2 separate regions of the Gossypium hirsutum genome follow, and region 1 is linked to region 2. A link is a contact called in public Hi-C data. All regions are on one chromosome and are shown on one strand. Each heading gives the region's core, a stretch centred on a gene start, on an enhancer-like site or on the middle of the called end of the contact. The rest is flanking DNA. Distances are from core to core; before and after follow the strand shown.

The links. Hi-C and Micro-C count contacts between places; a contact is called where the count stands out from the background.
Region 1: a Hi-C map of leaf shows a contact between it and region 2, with 3 times the contacts expected there. The contact joins the enhancer-like site here to the promoter of LOC107933524 in region 2. A contact is called at or near these places in 6 of 34 Hi-C or Micro-C datasets (leaf and seedling).

What each region holds. Positions count from the first base shown.
Region 1 is chrA08:102,766,168-102,770,498 of Gossypium_hirsutum_v2.1, reverse strand. No RefSeq gene overlaps it. Among protein-coding and RNA genes, the nearest start is that of LOC107933532, 49 kb to the right of the region's middle. Within about 2 kb of position 1,463, at least 6 of the 9 cell types and tissues checked have an H3K27ac peak or open chromatin away from gene starts, as enhancers often do. A contact at or near this core is called in leaf, where this site is marked.
Region 2 is chrA08:102,666,269-102,670,966 of Gossypium_hirsutum_v2.1, reverse strand. LOC107933524 (protein CURVATURE THYLAKOID 1A, chloroplastic) reads right to left here and starts at 3,011. Exons shown (of 5, transcript XM_016865757.2): 1 at 2,510-3,011; 2 at 1,837-1,925; 3 at 1,634-1,741; 4 at 1,477-1,548; 5 at 900-1,119. The coding sequence starts at 2,666. The coding sequence ends at 1,054.

The DNA of each region.
Region 1 (4,331 bases), core at 214-2,713, 100 kb before region 2:
TCACTTTTCCTTTAAATTTTTCATTTCATATTATGCCAAGTAAGATATGACATCTAATTTAACGGTTAAATTGATTATTTTAGTAACAAAACGACCTTATTGATATAATTTTGATAGTTTAGGAATGAAATTAGAATATTTTAAAATTTGGGGACTAATTTAAAAAAGAGGGTCATGGTTTAGAGATGTCTAGTGTAATTAACTCTACATATAATTTGGGAATATAATTTTTATATTTTAATTTGATATAACTTAGTTTTCTATTATCATTAAGATTTGTATTTGGAATATTGACAATGTTTTCTTTCTAATTTCATAAATAAAGTTGAAAAATAATCATTTGTTTAATTCTTTTTATTTTATATTTTATTGGATAAATATGCATTTTGAAATTTAAATTTGGCTTTAATGTTCAAATGACATCAAATTTTTATTTTTTGTTCATGACAATACACGAATTTAGCTTGTGTGACACATTTTAATTCAATTTTACAATTCCTTTAAAATTGGATGGTGCCAATCAATCAAAAATTTAGACTCATGACCAACTTGTTTGATTCACATCATCCAATTTTAACATAAATATGAAAAATGGATTAAAATGTGTAAAAAAATCTATTTTAAATAGCTATATGAATAAACAACATATAAATATCAATTTAAACATTAAAATTGTACTTAAATACAAAATTATATATTTAACTTATTTTTAATCATCCTTTCTATCAAGTTCGGGTAGTTTAGTGTACCATATAACTTTCTTTTGTTATTAATGTCATATCTTATTTTAAATTAAATTATTAATGTTATTAAGAAAAAAATGCAAATAACGAGGTCAAATTGGAGTTATTTTTAAATAATATATTAACAAGAAATTACTATTTTTATAATCATAATTTTATCACAAAATTCACAATAATAGTAATTTTGGAAATACGAAGTCATAACACATATAATAGTAATAATAATAGGGTTTAGGGATACAAATCATAAGTTCACCTGTAATTACAGTGGTTTCAATTGCAAATTGCAACACCTCTAATAGTAAATTGGGCCTTTGGCAAAGGCCCAAAGGCCTGGGATAAGGAGAAACAGTGACGACTTTCCAAGTCATGAACTTAGTAAGCTAGTATAACATAGATTTAGTAAATAAATTTAATTCTAATACAGATTCTTAATAATAAAAAAAACGAAAATTATATAAATACATAGAATTATCATATTTAAGCTAGCAAATGTATGCTGGGCTCTTACAATATTTATCTTGAAGTCCATAGCAAATAGTGTATAGCCCACTTCAATGAGACCAACAATGGTGAAACACTTGAGATGATAATATTGAGACAAAGTGAAAGTTATTATTAAGAGGTTGAACGCCAGCTCAAGCAGCCTAGCCGGTCGGCCCCGTTCTGGTTAGCTAGAGCTTTATAAGTGGCCCCACGCTGTCATCTGATCTGAACCTGACCAGTTGTACAGGAATGGGGTTGTCCTCACTCAACAATTAAAAGTACATTGCAGTTAGCACCAGAAACTAGTAGGGTAAAAAAAGAAAAAAGAAAATTGCAGGTGTCAAATTGTGGGCGCCTAGTAAATGAATTTAAGAACACGATGTTTTATGAACTTTAATGGGCTTAATGTTAAGGGAGCAGTGTGGGTGGTGGTGGTGTTACAAGTTGGCTAAGCAATGAAGATGGTGATGATGATAATGATGACAATATTGGTAGACAAACCAAATCAAACCAGCCGCACGCAGCACGATGTGAGTGGTTTTTCCTTTTTTTTACTGATTGGAGTGGCTGCTAAAATAGGGGAGTTAATTTATAGAATGAAACAGAGGGGATGGATGGATGGATCGATCCATGAATGGGTGATTCCATTTTTACTTTTTATACAGTTACCATATGGTGGGAAGTGGGGCAAAGCCTCTGTTTTGTCTGATGACTATTCCCTCACAAATCTCCAGATTTCGCGCCGATCCTACTGTTTTTCCCATCCTTTTCAACTACCCTGCTTTTATGCTGTTGAGTGACAACTCCCTTCTGCCATAACTCCTCCACTCCCCTAAGCATCATCTTTCTTTTTCTTCTGTTTTTTCTCTCTCCCTTAACTTCTCCAACAAATAATATTTACTTATTACCAACAAAACACACTTCAATCACGAAATACGTAGTTGAAAATTTTTAAAAAAAAATGTATCCTTCGTCCATTGTAGAATCGACTTTAATTTTTTTTTAAAATTTACTTGACGATAAAATTGCAAAATATTTGATAATAATATAAACATATATTAGTAATTCTACATATCATATGAAAATTACGCCTCCAAAAATAATATTTAATAAATAATAAAACATATGAATTTTAACAAATAATAATATATATAATGTGTAAACAATTAAAATAAAATAAAGGGTAAATTTTAAGAATAGTCAATCAATTATTCTATTCATTCTATTTTAGATTTTTTGATTTAATCACTTAATTTTTTTAAATTACTTATTTTAATCACTCTTATCGTTAACTTAGTAACCAAAGTATAACGCACAGACTTTTTTATTAGTTTAATAATAAATTTAACATTTTCATATTTACATATCTATCAATTTGGTTCTAAATCTAAAAATTTTAACAGATCTAGCCCTTAATATTTACAACATTTGTTATTTTAGTTCTAATTTTAAAAATTATCAAATATATTTAAAAAAATCTTTAAAATATTTTAATATTTGCTTTTTAAATATTTTAAAATTTATATTTTCTTTTTCTCATTAACCAAACATATGGAAAAACATGAAAATTAAAGTTATTTTTTTTAGTCTGTCTCTTTTGATTTAGTCTCTTTTTCTTTTACTGCATTGTTAGTCTCAAATGACTAGTTAAAAGCTCAAAATTAACAAATTTATAAACCTAGAAAATTGACTGAGATGACCACACTAACTCCGATGGCCTTACTCTTTAAGGCTATAGTGTTCTCATGTATTTATCATTTCAAACTCAAGCATTGGAGAGGTTGCTAGTCAAGGCCATGACATTTGATATTTCCAACTTTATCAATAATTGAATGGACGGAAGAATAAAGTGGAAGATACTATTGAAAGTCATTTTGGTGCAAAATTCTTTAAAATATTTTTATATTTACTTTTTTAAAATTATAATTTATATTTACTTTTTAAAAATTGTAAGATTTTTTAAATATTTTTTATAATTTTCATAATTAGGACTAAAATGAAAAATTGTAAACATTGAGGGCTAAAATTTGTTAATTTTTTTAAATTTAATATCAAATTGATAAAATGTGTAAACATTGGAGGCTTAAATTTGGTATTAGGCCAATAAAACAAATTTCACATTAAACATCCATTAGACAACTAATGAAAGAGTAAATTTGAAAGTTTACTGATTAAAACAAAAACAAAAAACAGTTGGGTGACTAAAATAGAACGAACTGAATAGTTTGGTGACTATTCAATCTATTCTTGTAGCTTACTCTAAAACAAATCAGTTTAAATTATGAGTAATTTTTTTTTAAATAGATAAATACACCTAATTAAGAATACTGAATGCACTCTAATTACTTTTTAATTCATATTGTAATTTTTCTATAGCATGTTAAAATGCTATTATGGTAGAAAGCATTATTTAATATTTTATCAAAATGTTATCAAATTGACGAAAGAAAAGTTCTATTTCAAAAACATAGTAATAAAAAAACCTCATCAATTCTAAATTGGTATTAAGTTGACTTGTGACACTCAATCCAATCAATATATAAATGACGTCGGTAAAAATATTTATTTTAATATTAAAATTTAAAGATAAAAAATGATAAAAATGAAGTTTTATTAATATTAATGTCATGGTTTTAAATTTCGCCATATGCATATTATAACTTTGTAAAAGATTTATGATTTGAGTTGAAAGAGGTTATTTTGAATTTTCTAACCAAGCAGAACATTTGCACCAACCATTTCACCTTTATTTATATAATATTAAGGGTGAAGATAAAGTAAACAAATATTTGAAAACAATTTTAACTACGTTTAATTTTATTATTAAAATATTATTTTATATTAATAATTACATTAAATAAATTCGAAAGTCCATTTTTAATATTGTCCATGGCACGGATAAATTTATTGTTAACCCATGTATGTTTAGTGTTTGGTGAATATATAAAGTGAATTTAATCTATCATTTTCCTTTTTTCAGCATAGGTAATATATTAATTAAAAATTAAAAAATAAATAACTATTTTTGTATTGTATTATCATTATATTTAAATATTTAGATAAATTAATAATTGATGTTATATATATATATATATAATTTGG
Region 2 (4,698 bases), core at 1,762-4,261:
AATATTGCAATTTAGTATGGGTTGATTTTTGAGTTTGGCTGGCGGATTTTGTTTTATTTGCTTTCATGTTATCATTTTCTTTTGAGAATTAGTTAAGATTTTGATTGTGGTTGTGGTCTGAGTCCTTTATTCCATTGGGGAGTTCTATTTGATTGCAGGGTGGCTTTGATTTCAAAGTTTTGTGGGAATATTATGGTTTTGATTTCAATGTTTTCTTCTTTTTGTTAGATTTTTATTGTTGTATGGAAATTGAAGAATATTGGTTTCTGGCTTTTTGTAGCCAGAACCATTGCTGTTACTGGAAGGCATTAATCACCATTGTTTGACCATAACCAAGATGATAGGTGACAATTTCATGTATTATGGTCTATGTTATGTTGATTAGGATTAGGTGGTGAGTGCCGGATATGGGTATACTCAATTGTTTTGAAAATTTTTCATATATCTAGAGGATCCTATTCCTAATATCAATGTCCAAATACGTGTTGGATATGGTTACCTTTTCTTTTTCGGGCCCCAGGGGGGGGGGGATGCAGAGTTGTGTGCTAATGTGAGTCTCAAGTATGATATCAATCTGGGTATTGAATTTGGTGGCAGCTGGTTAATATTAAACTATGAATGTTATATATCGGTTCCTCCTACCTCTAGAAAGCTTCTCCAGCTTTAGAATGACATTCAGGCGACTCTGTTGTATAGGAAAAGATTTGCAATTTAACTATGGTTTCTTGAGAGATATTAAGAAGTGTTGGCATTTGCATGCTCGAATTTGTTGTTTTGTTTCTGCAGAGTTCATGAACCTTGACATGATAATAGGGCGAGTCACTGTACATTTTAATGGAAGAAATGGGATATCTCTGCACTAAACATGGCATTTATATGTAGTAGGAAAACTAGAGGCATGCGCATAAAATTGACAAGTTTTATTCCAGGAACAGGGGAAATATAAAGGTGACAAGAATTCATACAAGGAATCCCTACAATTACAGAATAAAGATGTCTCTTTTAGAGGATACAAGAAGGCCAGATTAGCATGCCATTGCCAATCCTGTACATCTATTCAGTTCCAGCAATCTTCTTCTTCAGTGCCTCAATATCCGTAGCTAGTTCTTTCCTGCTTGACTGAGGTAATACGCATGTTTTTAGCACACGGCTTTTAGTGTTCATATATATGATCTGATACTATAGTCTGATAACCAATTTGATTTTAATCGTAAATTAATCCACTCTTTTAAGTTGAACACCACCTCTAATATATAAGCTAGATTTAAAAGTTCAAAGTGAGCACTTGCAACAAAAAAATGCTGATTCAAAACCATCAAATACATCATTGTCTCTTCATGCATTTGTAAATTTCCCTTTAGAGTTATCAAGTTGAACAATTTGCAAGTGTTTAAATGATGTGGCTCACCCATAAAGAACTTGGATTATTCCACACAAAAAATACATGGGACCATATATATTTGACTGAAAACTTACCTTGAAGAGAAGGTATCTATAGACAAACCATCCTGAATATCCAAGTCCAACCAACTCCATTATCTTTGGAAGCTGAGAAGCACAGAAATGCATTGATTTCAGATAGGATTAGCATATAAAACAAGTTATAAAGTGTAGCATGAAGAGTTCCACTTACCAAGGGCACTGAGTTAATGGCGCCAACAAGAATAGATGATAGCCAAACGGCAACTATTGCCCCACCACCATAAAGAAGAACCGTGGTCTTGTTCTCAACTTTATCCCACTAGAAAACCACGAAAAAACAAGCCAAGTCAGGCACTCAGTTCAGCAGGTTAAAAGAGCAAGAAATTGATTATGTGCAGGCCACCATTTTCTCACTTTTTCTTTCAAGTCATCAAAAAGCTCCCCGGTATCGACAGAGGTGTCTTCTGTTGCTTTTGTTTGGAGAAAAGGAAACCTCCGGGATTCTGTACCAAAAACAACAGGGTAAATAGAAGGCCAAGGAATACGTAGCTCAAAGTCAAATGCATATACTATGACAGAGACAACCAAATAAAACTATTTGTTGTTGTGGCATTATAAAGGAAGAGCGCTATATATTAGACCACTTCATAGTTGTTTTACCTATCTATTCATGTTATACGAACATGTCCGACATTCATCCAGAGTTGTTACTTGCATTCTATCCCATACTTGAATTGGTACCAATTCATCCCCATTTGAAATTTGGGGTCCCAACTCCCATATTATCGTCCAAAAGATTGACCCATTTTTTCAGACAAAAGCCTCCATAATTAGTTTACTGCAACTACTCTTAACACGTGTGATTGTCACCAATATAACGTTTCTGATCCTACACCCACCACCAATGATTTCATTTCCGAAAAAACCAATCTCAATTCCGAATATGGTGTTTGGAAGAACAGGATATAGAAGTGAACTCTTAACTTCTATGACCATTAAGCTTTCATTTTCATTCAGTAAAATCAAACAAAAGGAAGAGCAGGCAAGTGAAGTGAGGCGTTAAAAGGGAGAATGTTAACAGCAGTACCTGGAGTTAGCTTAACGGACGAGGAAAAGGAAGCGGTGGAAACGCGAGGAGGGACAGGCGGCAAGGCGGAACAGTGGGTTGTTCTAACGGCTGCAGGAACACGTGGAATCAAGACGGCGGTGGCCGACATGGAAGCTGATGCTGCTGCTGCCGCCATTTTTTCCTCAAAAATTAATTACTGCTATTTCTGAGATAGATAAGCGCCCTCTTGAACGCTACAAATCCTATCCTTTCCTTTCCTTTTGCTGCCTTCTTTCACAGTAGTATTCTTCCTTGCTTTCAAAAAAAAAAAAAAAAAAAGCTCTTCTTAGAAAAAATTCGTTTTCTAATTTATTTTTGTCTGAATGTTTGAATTACCTAAAAGTAATAATAAAAAATGGTATTATTAGTGTGGGTGAGGTTTTGGTGGCAGACGAATGGAGTGATTGACAGGTGGATAAGATTTTTGAAGGAGGATTATGATTGGTTCGTTCCCTATCTATATGCAATCCATGTTTTGAGTAATAAGGGGTCATAGCCCACTAGCTACACCTTTTAAATGGGCGGGTTATCACGACTTTGATTATCGTCAAAAACTTTCACTCAAGGTATATTAATTTTTCTATAAATCAAGGTATTTTTTTATATAAAAATATAACTTGAATTTTATCGAAAATTTACCATTTAATTTGAAAGCTGTTAAAAAATATTTATCATTTTAATTTTTTTTAATTTAGTTAAATAAAATTGTTCAAGTCTAGTTTTGTTAAAATATGAATTTTAATACTTCGATTGGATTCTTTTTAATGTGTAAGATAATACTATGATCCATGAGGGAGGAATCAATTGGGCATGCCTTTTTAGAATTCTTGCTTGGCACATATGGAGGAATCACAATCATTTTATTTTTCAGGAAAAATTTTGGAGCCCAAGTGACGTAATCAAAATTTCGTATAGTTGGGCCATACATTTCTTTTCGACCTTTAATACAGAAATGGTTGGTTGCCATGATTTATCCTATGAAGAACGTGTTGAAAAATATGGACATCACATATATAATAAGAATAATTACATGTTATTATTATTTACTATCATGATATGTTAGACCAAATTAAAAGTGATCTAATTTGGTTAATGTTTTATTGTGCTTTAATTATTAAATAAAATATGGGTCAAATACGTGTAAATATTTTAGCAATTGAGTTCTAATCAAATTCTAATTAATGATGGGCTAATTAGAAATTAGTACTAATATGACAAGATTATAAATATTAGGGTTATGGTCCCCAAATTATATACAAGATATCTTTTCTAATATCCCATCCTTAAGAAAGAGAGAGCAATATTCTCTGAATTTCTTGTGTGCTAATTTGGAAGATCAAATTCCCAAGATCAGGAAAAACTTCAAGGAATTTATGGATTTAGGTATGCTTCTGCATCTAGTTTTATTCTTATTTTGTTCTTAATGATTTGACATGAGAAGATCCTGATGTATGATTTATTAAATTTTATATCATATCTTAATTAATAATTCTAACAAGTGACATCCGAGCCTCGAACATATTAAATAATTGGGAATTGATTAAGGTTATTCATTTGAATGATTGATTTATAAAATTTCATGGGTTTTATATTTCGGATAACATCTTTGAAGGTTTATATTAAAGTATTTTTTTAATATCTTGATTATCTTGAATTCATATTAAAATTTTAGGGATTTATTTTAATTTTTAATTTGGGTGATTTTCAAATTGATAAATTTAATTATAGAGTTTAAAATATTTTACTTCAGTGAATGATCATGTTAAAGTCAATATTTTTTTTTCATTCTTCATTGTCCTATGTTTCAATTTCTGTTAAATGAATAAATAATAAATCTGTATGACATTTAGTTAAAAAAAATTGGAAAAGAAGTTCATAGTTTCGTATGTTTCATTTATATACATAAATATATAATATATGCATGCTTTAGTTTCGTATGTTTCATTTATATATATAAATATATAATATATGCATGCTTTGATTGGTTTAATGCATGTTGTTTTGAAAAATTATATAAATATATATGATTATCTTTTAATTCGATTGAAAGATGAAATTAAGGTAAATATTTTGAAACAAATAGATTCAGATTTTGACTTTTAATTAAGGATGTCAAATATTTTAAATAGATTAGTTGAAACAAAATGTCGCCAAAGTGACCTCTTTTG